Linked DNA regions of Gossypium hirsutum: region 2 is linked to region 1. Evidence: chromatin contacts called from public Hi-C data. All regions are on one chromosome and are shown on one strand. The core of a region is the stretch at or near the end of the contact, and the rest is flanking DNA. Distances in the headings are between cores, read along the strand shown.

Region 1 (6,074 bases), core at 22-2,521:
TAGCCTATAGCATTTTCAAACATTTTCACATAGGTCCTATTTCATAATTTCACTCCCTTTTTCTTATGGAACAAAAATTGACTAAAATTACTGGGTTCTATCTTAAGCTTGGGCCTTCTAGAGGCCCACTAACATAATTAAACCTATGCCAACATTCACAGAATTCACGAAAATTTGGGCGTTACAATATCAAAAAATAATTTTTTTGGAAGTAGAGTGACTAAAATGAAAGTGTAAACTTGATGTGGTGTATCCAATCAAGTACCATGAAAAGTGCCTTAAAAATTGAATGATGTAATTTCAGGAATTACTTTTTGGATAACCCAACAAAAAATGAGTGACTAAATAAATAATTTACCTTTAATTTATTTTGATTTTTCAAAAATTAAGCTTAGGCTTATCACTAATACACTATTATTAGTGGTGCCCAAAAATCAAAATTTTTCATGAAAACTATTTAGAAACCATATGTATTTTCATTGTTTTTAAGTATCATGGTAAACTCCAATTAGTAAAAATTCAAAACTAAGTCACTATCTTTTTTATTATATAATGCTATGGTTTGTAATTTTTCCTATAAATAACTCCATTTAAACAAAACTTGTATGTTAGTCGACTACTAAATTACGAACTTGGCTAGAAATTGAAGAAATTACAACATTTGTCCAAGTAACAATTAAAGAATAAAGTGGCGTGGCTTCCTTTTGAAACTTGAATGCGGACATTCATACATGCTTCTCAAATTGAATTAAACCAGCAAATAATCCAAAGGACGAAAACACATAATAATACGCATGACGTGTGTTAGTTTCAACTTTGAATTTGTGAAACTAAAGTACATCTGTTAAAATTTTATATTTTTAAAGTAAAAATTTGGACAAATTTTGTATTTTTAGTTGACTAGACTTGAATAGCTTTTTTTTTAAGAATATTTGAAAAAAATTAGATTTCTTTTACATTTCTATTATCTTAACAAAATTTTAGAATTTCTTTGTTAGAAATTTGAAAAAAATTTATATTATCATTTTTACTTTTAACATTTTTTTATAATTTTTGGAATGATACTTTTTTAAATTTTATAAAATTCGAATTATTTATTGACATATAAAATAAAGTGGTGCTACCTCTGGTGCTACATCAACAATAAAATATTAAAAGTCAAAATAAAATAATAAAGATAAAATATAAAAATTTGGGCGACACAAAACAAACCTTTAACCGTGTAAATGTTTCTTATTTTACTTCATCATCTAATCTTCAAAGTTGAGTTTGCTTATATCGGACCAAAATGCAAGTGGTATATTATTACCACTTTCCGTACCTTCTAAATTACCTTAGGACTGGAATAGTAGTAATTGATTGCGGGAGAGAGAAATAGTAGTCAAAGAGAGCCCCATTGTTTTGAAAAGAAGAAGAAAAAAAGGAACCCTCAATCACAAAAGCGAAAATTTAACCAATCTTCTAATCTTTTACTGATCGATACCTTTGTCCGTCTCTCTTCCTGCTTCGCTTAAGATCCGATCGAACTTGAACAGCTCCGCACTGGACACGAACCCTCTAAAGGTACTCTACTTTTTCCTTTTTAACTGTATGAAAATTGGCTTCTCCCAATTATAGATCTCTTCGCCGGTCATTTTTTGCTTCAGTCTATTTAAGTTTCAAATTTTTTCCAATTTTTTTTATAGAAAGGAACATGTTTTTTCTAGCATTTATCAGGGTTTCATCTTCACCCCTTGTTTGGTGAAAAATGAAGGAAAAGGTATAAATGGTTAACTTAGGGTAAATACTTCTTCGAGTTTCTTTACGGTGATTTCTAATTGTTCAGAAATTCGAATTCTGAGATAGAATTAGATAGTTATATTGGTATACTTTACAGGTGTAAGATCTTGTGAGTTAACATGGCAATGATTGATGAGCCGTTGTATCCCATTGCTGTGTTGATTGATGAGCTCAAGAATGAAGATATCCAGCTTCGTTTGAACTCTATCCGCAGACTCTCTACGATTGCACGTGCACTTGGTGAAGAAAGGACACGGAAAGAGTTGATTCCATTTCTGAGTGAGAACAATGATGATGATGATGAAGTTCTCCTTGCCATGGCGGAAGAACTTGGAGTTTTTATTCCTTATGTTGGAGGTGTGCAATATGCTAATGTATTGTTACCTCCATTGGAGACTCTATGCACTGTTGAGGAAACTTGTGTCAGGGAGAAGGCTGTGGAATCATTGTGTAGAATTGGTGCCCAGATGATGGAGCAGGACTTGGTTGAGTCCTTTATTCCATTAGTGAAGGTTGGCTTCTGCTATTTGCTTTCATATTCCTCATACAATGTGTGTGTGTGTATATATATGTATATATATCTCCAATAGTCTTGCATATTTATTGGATTTAGGAAGTTGATTACCTTGAAATGCAGATGCATGTTGGGAAAGATGAAATAACATTTTGCAACAAGATTTTACAGGAATTTGATATAGAGTTCAATCGTGGCTTTAGGTTTTTGACCCAAAAATTGTTAGTGGAAGAATAAAAAAACTCTAAATCAGACAGTTGACAAAAATGTACTTGCATTATCTGTTTTGTGATTCTAACTTAGCATGTACTGGTTGCCATAGCAACTTGCATGCTCTACTGCACTGCCATGTTATGAATCGGATTTACCTATAATATGATAATGTTCTGCCTCTGCTCTGACTAGGACTTCACTGCCTCCGCTCTGACTAGGGCTTCACATTATCTTGGATATATAATCAAATTCACTTTTAATTTTTGATCCTAATTAGTTCTTGATTTAGTTTTACTTCAGTACAATAGAATAACTGCGTCTTTTTGTTGAATGTTATTGTCTCAAACATCAGAGATTGGCTGCTGGTGAGTGGTTTACGGCTCGAGTTTCCTCGTGTGGCTTGTTTCATATTGCATACCCAAGTGCCCCGGAGGCATTAAAAACTGAACTGAGAGCGATATACAGTCAGCTTTGTCAAGATGATATGCCCATGGTTAGGAGATCTGCTGCAACAAATCTTGGAAATTTTGCTGCTACTGTAGAAGCACCTCATTTGAAGGTGGACATCATGTCAATGTTTGATGATCTGACACAGGATGGTATGTACATAAGCTAAATATCTTTTGATTTGAAAGTAGCTTTAAGTATATACTTCAAAAATGCAGAACAGTTAATTTGTGGTAAACCTGGTCAAAATCCTAAGGAAAGAGTTTGTAGCCTTATGGAGCTTTTCTTCCTTTTAGAAGGGGCTTAGGTGCAAATATGTAGGAATGAAGAGGCATTGGGACATGTATAGCAGGCTGCTCCTTTGTAGCTCCAAGGAAACTTGCCTTTATGTTAGCACTAAAGAAGAAAAGAAAAAATTAAAAGAATGTGTTTTCCCGTTTTGCAACTTCATCTATCTGATAAATTCAAGGTGTGTTGCTTAGGAGCAAGAGTATCGTTTTGAACAGTCTCATTAGCAAAGAGCCAAAGGCACTTATAACTTTTTTTCCTCCTATCTTTTCAAACAATTATGTTTTAAAATCTGTGAAATTTCTAGTGTCTCGTGTAAAGCTAACTAAGGTCCATGATGTACTTTTTCGGGTTTTGACCTTATTTTGTAAATGGAAAGAAAAACACACCTGTCTATTATCATTTGTCTCTACTAATGCATTTTATCATCCATGTTAAATTTCCAGTATTGTTGTCAGGTTCAATTTTTATAGATGGTTTAATGCTAATTTTTTTACTAAAATTTCATTCCTGCAGACCAAGATTCTGTTCGATTATTGGCTGTTGAGGGTTGTGCAGCTCTTGGAAAGTTGTTGGAACCCCAAGACTGTGCAGCACATATTCTCCCTGTCATAGTTAATTTCTCACAGGTAGACCATTTGATAAATATTATGTTACAAACATGTTACGGTCTCTAATATTCCTTGTCTTATTTTGCCATTTCCCCCCATCTTTTTGATTGAGGAAGTTGGGGTAAACTCCGTATTGTTGTTTTATTTTGCTTGAGTCCTACATTATCGACATATGTTTTTTAAGCTCTTGGCATTTTTAAAAAAAAAAATTACTAGTCTTTTTTTCTCCTGTATTTGAAAATTTTAATTGAGGAGGTTGGGGATTTATTTTACCTTTTCACAGTCATTGAAGATAAAACTTATCCAATGTTCTTCTGATCGCATGACATTCCTAGATCACAGTTGTGTTAGAAAGCACTAATGTCATAAACTTTTTGATCATCTTGCTTGCACATATTGCATCTGTAAATGATTCCTTCCAGCATGCTTTTGAAGGAAATAGATTATCACATTTTGTTATTTCATCTCAAACTGCATCATGCCCATTTTGTCACGAGGGCTTTCAATCTGTGTTATGCTACTCTATAGGGATCCCTCATATCTTTGGGGTTTACCAAGTTCTTGAATTGAGATTTATATTCACCAGCCAAAAATTGATTAACTTCAAGGTTGTAAATGTTATGTTCTTTGCAACTCTTTTTTTCTTTTCATTTTTTAGAATATATATATTGTGCTTGTTTTGATGGATAGTTAATTTTAAGGCAAAGTATTTAGCTCTTGCTTCTAAGAGTGAAATGTAATGTAAAATCATTTTCTTAAGTTTTTCCTTTTATCCTCTCTTATATTCTTTAGTTTAGTAATTAATATTTATGTTTTTTTTTTTTGGGGTGTTACTTTTGCTTTTAGGATAAGTCTTGGCGTGTCCGTTACATGGTTGCTAATCAATTGTATGAGCTATGTGAAGCGGTTGGTCCTGAGCCTACTAGGTAAATATCTGTCGTGTAAGAATTCCTCATTATTATTATTTTTGCTTTCATGATATCTATTGCTATGGTTGTTTTGCTCCATTTTAATTATTTTTTTCCTATTTTTCCCTTTTCCCTTATCTTTTGATGAATTTCCTTTCTATCCAATTTGAAATCCATGTAATTGGCTTAAGTAGCGTATGGGAGCTTAAATTTGAATATAAAAAATTTTAGACTCCATTTGGTTTCAGAAAATAGAGGCCATTTTCATTTTTGTTTTCTTGGAAAATAGAAATCACTAATGAAAATGTGTTTGGTTGAAAATTTTAGAATGATTTTTGAAAAATGAAAATGAGAACATTTGAAAATTAGGCTCTGTTTGATTTCAGGAAACAAAGGTTCTGGTTATTTTTGTTTACTTGGAAAACGAAAAACATTGAAGAAAACATGTTTGATTTAAAATTTTAAAAATGATTTTTGGAAAATGAAAAAGAATATGTGAAAATTAGAAAATAATAAATAATTTTCATTGTTTTCCCTAAAAATGCTTTTTAAAATTGAAAATGTTGAAAACAAGGGTTTTTAGCATTAAATAATTTGGCCCTGGTTTAAACGTAAATGCAAAAATATTTTTTTTCAGGAGTTTTTAAATATCAAATCTGGTACTTTGGTTCAATTTTTCATATAAATGTAGAATTTTTTTTATAGATTTAAAATTATTTGTTTGGGAGAATATAAAATTTTCAATTTCTAGATTTTGATTTGGATTTAAATAAAAATTCTAGGTTTGTATTTAATTCTCTAATACATTCATCTCAACGACCAATAATTGAAACAGGATAAAATATGAAAAAAGAACATGGACATGACATGAATAGAAAAACTTGTCAAAATTTATATAAATATATATTTCCTAGATAACAATTCTAACAATAATACAAACAATATGGGAGTTTTCATAGATTGATTCCATTGAGATTTTTTTTTAAAGTGTTGCAAGTACAATACAAATACATGTTTGTGTGACCACAAGTATCAAACTATTACAGCACGGATTGTTCGAGTAATCACAAAGTAGAATCAAACAATTACAAACACAAATGGACTAAGAATTGATATAATCCAGACTAAAGCTTACAAATTAGAGTAATTGAACTGAAATCCACACATGGCAATTGCACATGGGGTAGGTCTTGAACTTGGGTACCCAAGATCTAGGGCTTTTGTCTTTGCCAATTGAGCCAAGGCCTCATTGGCCAATATGAGAGTTTTTTTAATACTAGATTATGGGATATTCACGATGAGAGTGAAAAATTT
Region 2 (5,828 bases), core at 53-2,552, 270 kb before region 1:
TAAGTTGTGACATATTGAACGAAATTTCTCCAAATTTTATCTAGGGTAAAATTGTCAAAATTTTATTGGAGTAAAATTGGGATGAAAAAATTATTTAATATGTAAATATTAAAGTTTATTTTATGAAATAGAATAACTGAACTGGGTTAGATCACATTACAGAATACTGGGTCAAAAAGGCTCAAGAAGTGCTCGTAATTGGACCTGATGTGAAAGAGGCCCAAAACCCCTCATATAACATGAAGGAGGCAACAACCCCTTTAGAAATATAAGGGTGAGTCATTCACCCCTCTCCTACTCTTAGTAGAATGTTGTTTTTCTATTTAAAATAAACTTTATCATACAATATACTTTTCAAAATTATAAAAACTAAACCTTTATTCGTTAAACTAGCTTAAATATAGTATACCATAACATACAATCACTACTTTAATATCGACTACAACTTACCTATGCATCCCATGAAAATGCACACTAGTATTTTAGTATACTACTTATGTAAATTGAAAACAATAAAAATTAAAAACTAATTAAGAATTAAATTTATATATAATATATTAAAAATTTTAACTTATATGCTAATTGAGTTAAAACTCAATCAACAAATTATTATATATTAATTTTTATTATTTATGACATTTAATATTAAAATTTTAATCATATTATTTTTAACAAATTTAATTTTAAACAAAACTTAAATACAATAGATGAGACTCACGTCATTATTAAAGTCAACCTAATAGTGATATGAGAAGAATTAATTTAGAGCTAAAATTTACCTTAATTATTTCAATATTTTGCTTTATATATATATATTGTAGATATTAGATATATGTAGTATTTTTTCTTTACTCTCAAATTAAATAAAAAATCATTTTAGTTATATATATCTATATTATGTATAAAATGATTGATTGAGTTAGTACCACGAATTTAACTTGAAATTAACTCAATTGTAAAATTATTAGGGTAATTAAAATTATTATAAGAATAAATTTATCTTTTCACACTTCTTTATAGTTTTTAAATAAAATAATTAAAATATATTATTTGAGAATCGAATACAAAATTAATAAATTTATATAAAATTTATTGTCATTTCACCAATAATTATTTATTAAAATAATTTTATAATAATATAAAATATTTTCTTTCCTCCATGTCATGAACTTAGAAAACTTCTGAACAGTAAAGAGTTGGGTGGAAGAACTTATCATGTTTTAAGCCCAACATAAATAAAACAACTCCGCAAAAAATAATTATGTTTAAGCCCAACAAGAAAATCCCAAACCCCAAATACGAGACTTAAAATCCCCCGCAAATCTGGAGGAAGCACAGCGCAAAACAAGAGCATAGAGAGAGATGGGGAGAAAGAAGGGAGTGCTAGAGTTCGAAGAAACCGGGCCAGATGACTTCGACCCGGCCAACCCCTACCAAGACCCAGTTGCCATGCTGGAAATGAGGGAGCATATAGTTCGAGAGAAATGGATAGACATTGAGAAGGCGAAGATCTTACGAGACAAAGTCAGGTGGTGTTACCGCATCGAAGGAGTCAACCATCTCCAGAAGTGCCGCCACCTCGTTAGCCAGTACCTTGACGCCACCCGCGGCATTGGTTGGGGCAAGGATGGCCGCCATCCGTCCCTCCACGGTCCTAATCTTTTTTATTTTAAATATATGCTACTTTTATTTTCTTTATTTTATTTAAGCTCGATTGATTGTTAATTTTATTACTCGCTATTTTACTTCCTGAATAAATTTGAAAAAAAAAAGATGAATAATTTTCGCCTATTTAGCTCGTTTTCAATTGATTTTTTTTTTCGTTTACTACTTCCTTTTAATTTTAACAAGGTTTTAGGAAGTCAAAAGCAACGCTAGGGGTAAAAGTAACGAAACGATTGAATGTTAAACCATTATTTTATTTGTTTTGGAATGAGTCAACATTGTTGTTTGGGGGAGGGAATGTCTGAACTGTATTGATCATTGTGTTTAATGATTTCGGATATAGGTCCGAAGGTTGAGGAGGTTGAGTCAGAATGAGTGGCTGCATTCAGCTAAGGAAGGTAATCTGAGGCCCTAATTCGTTCTTTATATTATCTATTGAACCTTCTTTTTACCATTGTCTTGATCAAATTATTTCTTACTATATTGTTGTTTGTGAAACTGTTTGGCTGAATTATGGGATTTGTGTAAAGAAAAAGCCTAAACCTACTTAGCTGAATCGTGCGACAAGTATATGCAAAGGAATGATTTATGTGGTGGCAAAAGCCCTTAGGAAATAACCAAATTTAGATGTTTTCTTGTTTCTTAATCATCTTTGTGAGCGATGACTGTTCTGAATTCGGATCTACTTTGAGAAAAAGAGAACTGCAAACTGGCTTATTGAGACTCTTGTAATATTGACTATTAAGGGGCTATTCAGTGTGAGGCTACTACAACTACAGAGATGTTCATTCACTTAAACATGATAGCGTAGTTTTATTAATAAGTCATTTTGCTTTTGGTGGGATTGGGGATTTAAGGACTCCTGCAATGAGCTTATGTAATCAGTTAGGTGCAAACTGTAAGAATCTTTAATCATCTGGTAGTAGGACCAATGCATTATTAAGTATTAGGCCATTGAACCAAATAAGCTCATAAGTCAGAAACCTTAAGTCTCTTCTTATTACTTTTCAAGGTTAGTGAGCTCCAAATATTTAATGTAATCTTTGGGGGAACATCACATGGGTGTGATAACTGTGCATGCAATTGGAATGGCTTCAATATACGTGATGTGTGCACTAGGTGCAGTAAATACATCTAGCAGGTTTGAGCAAATTATTCGGGAATCATTTTCAAGAAAGTTCAAGCTGCGATACTGTTCAGTGTGGTTTTTTGTCAATGAGGATTGAATTTGATTACTAGGACATTGGTTGCTATAAGCTTTGAGAACGGAAATGCAGGTTGCAAATTGATGGAAAGGAGATTCATACATTTGAGAGTTATCTTATCTTCATGGACAGACTTTAGAGGATGTAATTCATGTAATGGAGTAGTTTGGATAAATTGAACTACAGCAATTGAGAATGTAATTTGATACTTGGTGCATGCATGGTCTTTTATATGGATCACATAATTAGAGACTTAGAATAGCACACAAAATATATAGGTGGGTGCATTGAAACACCATATTTTTGTGTTCATAATTTGGTTGTATATGTGCCTAAACTTTGCATAACGTTGCTCTTTGGACAAGTTTGTTTTGCGGAAAATAGTTTTCATAAGATCATTTATGCATTTTTTGGTGTTTCTTTTGAGGAAGGGTTGAGAAAAAATGAATTTCGAGTCAATGAACAGCATAAGACATCGTCTAGAAGTGAGATGTGATTTCCATTCTATTTCAGCAAGGGCATTCAAATTCCATCCATAAGGCATTTGAATGCCAACCCATTTTCTAGAAATTATTTTAAAGATTATCAAGAAAATAGAAAGTAAGTTTTCATAATCTTGGAAGACTATAATTTTAGGATCATCAAGAAAACAATATAGTTTTAGTACTCCTGCACCATTCTCCCCGGTTTGGAAGTCTACCCTAGCAAGAAAATTTTACCACTTCCAACATAAGTTTCCAGATAATCTCTCTTAAGCTCTTCTTCAACTATTTCAACAAGGGCATTCAAATTCCATCCATAAGGCATTCAAATTAGTTTTAGTATTTTTAGGATCATCAAGAAAACAATATAATTTTAGTACTCTTGCACCATTCTTCTCGGCTTGGAAGACTCATCCCCTCCGTTACCCAGACTCAATAGTTGGGGGTGTTATACCAATGTCGACACGATTTGACATGGATTTTAACATCGAATACGAAATCAGATCCGACAAAAATCGACGGACGTGGTAGCAGGCAAACTGAGAAGAAAAACTAGGAGGAAAAGGAAACAAAAGGAGGAGGATACACGGCAGCGGCGGAGATGATCGTCGGCACGTTTTGATCAGGTAGGTGTTGGTAGAGGAAAAGAAAAAAAAATGATAGGGGAGACAGCCTAACGATGGCCAACACTCAACAGTAACAGGGAAAAAGAGAATGTGTTTAGTTGTTAGGGTTTTTCTTTACAAGGCTTTTTTTATTTTTTATTTTATGTTGGTTGGACCAAAAGTTATTAATAGGCCAAAATAATGTAAATGTGAAGCCTTAAAAAATTTTAATTATTATTATAAACTGGTTATTACATATTAGGTTATAAAATATTAATATAAAGTTGAGGTTAATTTATATAAATATGCTGAAAAAAATTATTTTAAAAACTAGTATGAATTTCTTTAAACTTAGCGATTTACGATGTTTTTTTGAGAGAAAAAGGAAAACGTGCCACATAAGATGTGTTTTCAGGAGAGAACAAAAGCGCGTCCTATAAGACGTTTTCATTGCCTCATCAGTGAAAGCATGTCTTATAGGATGCGCTTTCCTTTCAATGGTTAATTTTTCCAATGACTAGTAGGTCACTTAGCTTCACGGCACCACTGTAAATCAGGTTATTTGTTTTTTATATATGTTATAGATATATTTGATGATGCTAAGGTAGGTATGACAACGAGTCTTCTAATAAGAAGAACATGTTTCATAAAACTCAAACATTGGTGCGAGGAAGGAAAATGGAAGGGGTTTTCTAGTATAATCAAGTTATGTGTTGTCTATCTCCATCTAATGAGGTGGTCCTGTTAGTTTAACTTGTTACACCCAAATGCTGTCACAAGTTATAATAACGGGGCCACCGCCTTCGGTGGTGGTGGATATGATGCATTACTTGATTGTACTAAAACGTCACTATGTTTTTCTTCTTTATATTTATGTTTTGAGTTTTATAAAGCATTTACTTTTGATAAAAAAACTCATTGTCATGCCCACATAACCACTGTCAACTACAGCTCCATTTATGTTCCATCCCTTAATAGTTTAACATTTGTAAATTTCAAGCCTTAGTTACACGTCAACCCCAAATCATATAATTATTGTCAACGGGGACCTTGAGTTGCTACGCGATTCGGCTTCCCGGGTGATGGTTCCATACTCACATGGTAAATGAATTTTGTAAGTCACCCAGCTCCACGACACCACCATAAATTCAAACATTCTTTAAAATTATAACTATGTCTATCTAAAACATGGACAAAAATAAATTTACAAACTTTTAATTTCCAATCACAAGAAAGAGAAAAGAAAAAAGAAAAAAATAATTTTTGTCAAAGTGAAAATGTGTCTTACAGAGCACGTTGTCACTAACACATTAGTGAAAACATGCTTTGTAAGATGTGTTTTTCTCTCTCTCCAAAAAAAAGCGTAAATTGGTAAATTTTCAAAAAATTAGCTTGGTTTTTCAATTAATTTTTTTTCAGTATATTCACATAAATCAGCCATAAAGTTGATACTTGTCGTAAAAAAAAGAATTTAAAATATTAATATACTTTGCATAAAATTAGAGAGTAATAAATTTTACAATATAAACTTTCCAAATTTATTGAAGTGAATATGATTGTATTATTTTTCTCAAATTTATTATGCATTTGTCTTTTTACCTTATGATTCATAACATAAAAAAAAAAAACCAAGTGAAATCATTGATAAAAAAAATATAAAGATGTTAGCAACCAACGAACTAACACTGCTGTGGAAGCAGGTGGAGCTGATAGAAGGAGCCAAATTTGGTGGTAATAAAAAGTTTTGTTGCCAGTATTGCGGTGCTGTGAGAGCAGGATCATACACAAAAGTGAAAGCTCACTTATTGAAGATTGCTAATCAAGGCATTGAATAGTGTAAATTTGTTATTGATGAAATACTTCAAGAGCAT

What was found. A called contact is a pair of places that touch in the nucleus more often than the background predicts.
Region 2: a contact with region 1 is called in a Hi-C map of leaf, with 4 times the contacts expected there. The contact joins the promoter of LOC107915573 here to the promoter of LOC107907770 in region 1. A contact is called at or near these places in 2 of 34 Hi-C or Micro-C datasets (both in leaf).

What each region holds. Positions count from the first base shown.
Region 1 is chrA08:57,010,845-57,016,918 of Gossypium_hirsutum_v2.1, reverse strand. It overlaps LOC107907770 (serine/threonine-protein phosphatase 2A 65 kDa regulatory subunit A beta isoform), which reads left to right and starts at 1,271. Exons shown (of 13, transcript XM_016835120.2): 1 at 1,271-1,563; 2 at 1,877-2,291; 3 at 2,859-3,105; 4 at 3,758-3,870; 5 at 4,699-4,778. The coding sequence starts at 1,899.
Region 2 is chrA08:57,277,467-57,283,294 of Gossypium_hirsutum_v2.1, reverse strand. It overlaps LOC107915573 (NADH dehydrogenase [ubiquinone] 1 beta subcomplex subunit 10-B), which reads left to right and starts at 1,302. Exons shown (of 3, transcript XM_016844744.2): 1 at 1,302-1,651; 2 at 2,009-2,063. The coding sequence starts at 1,363. The coding sequence ends at 2,040.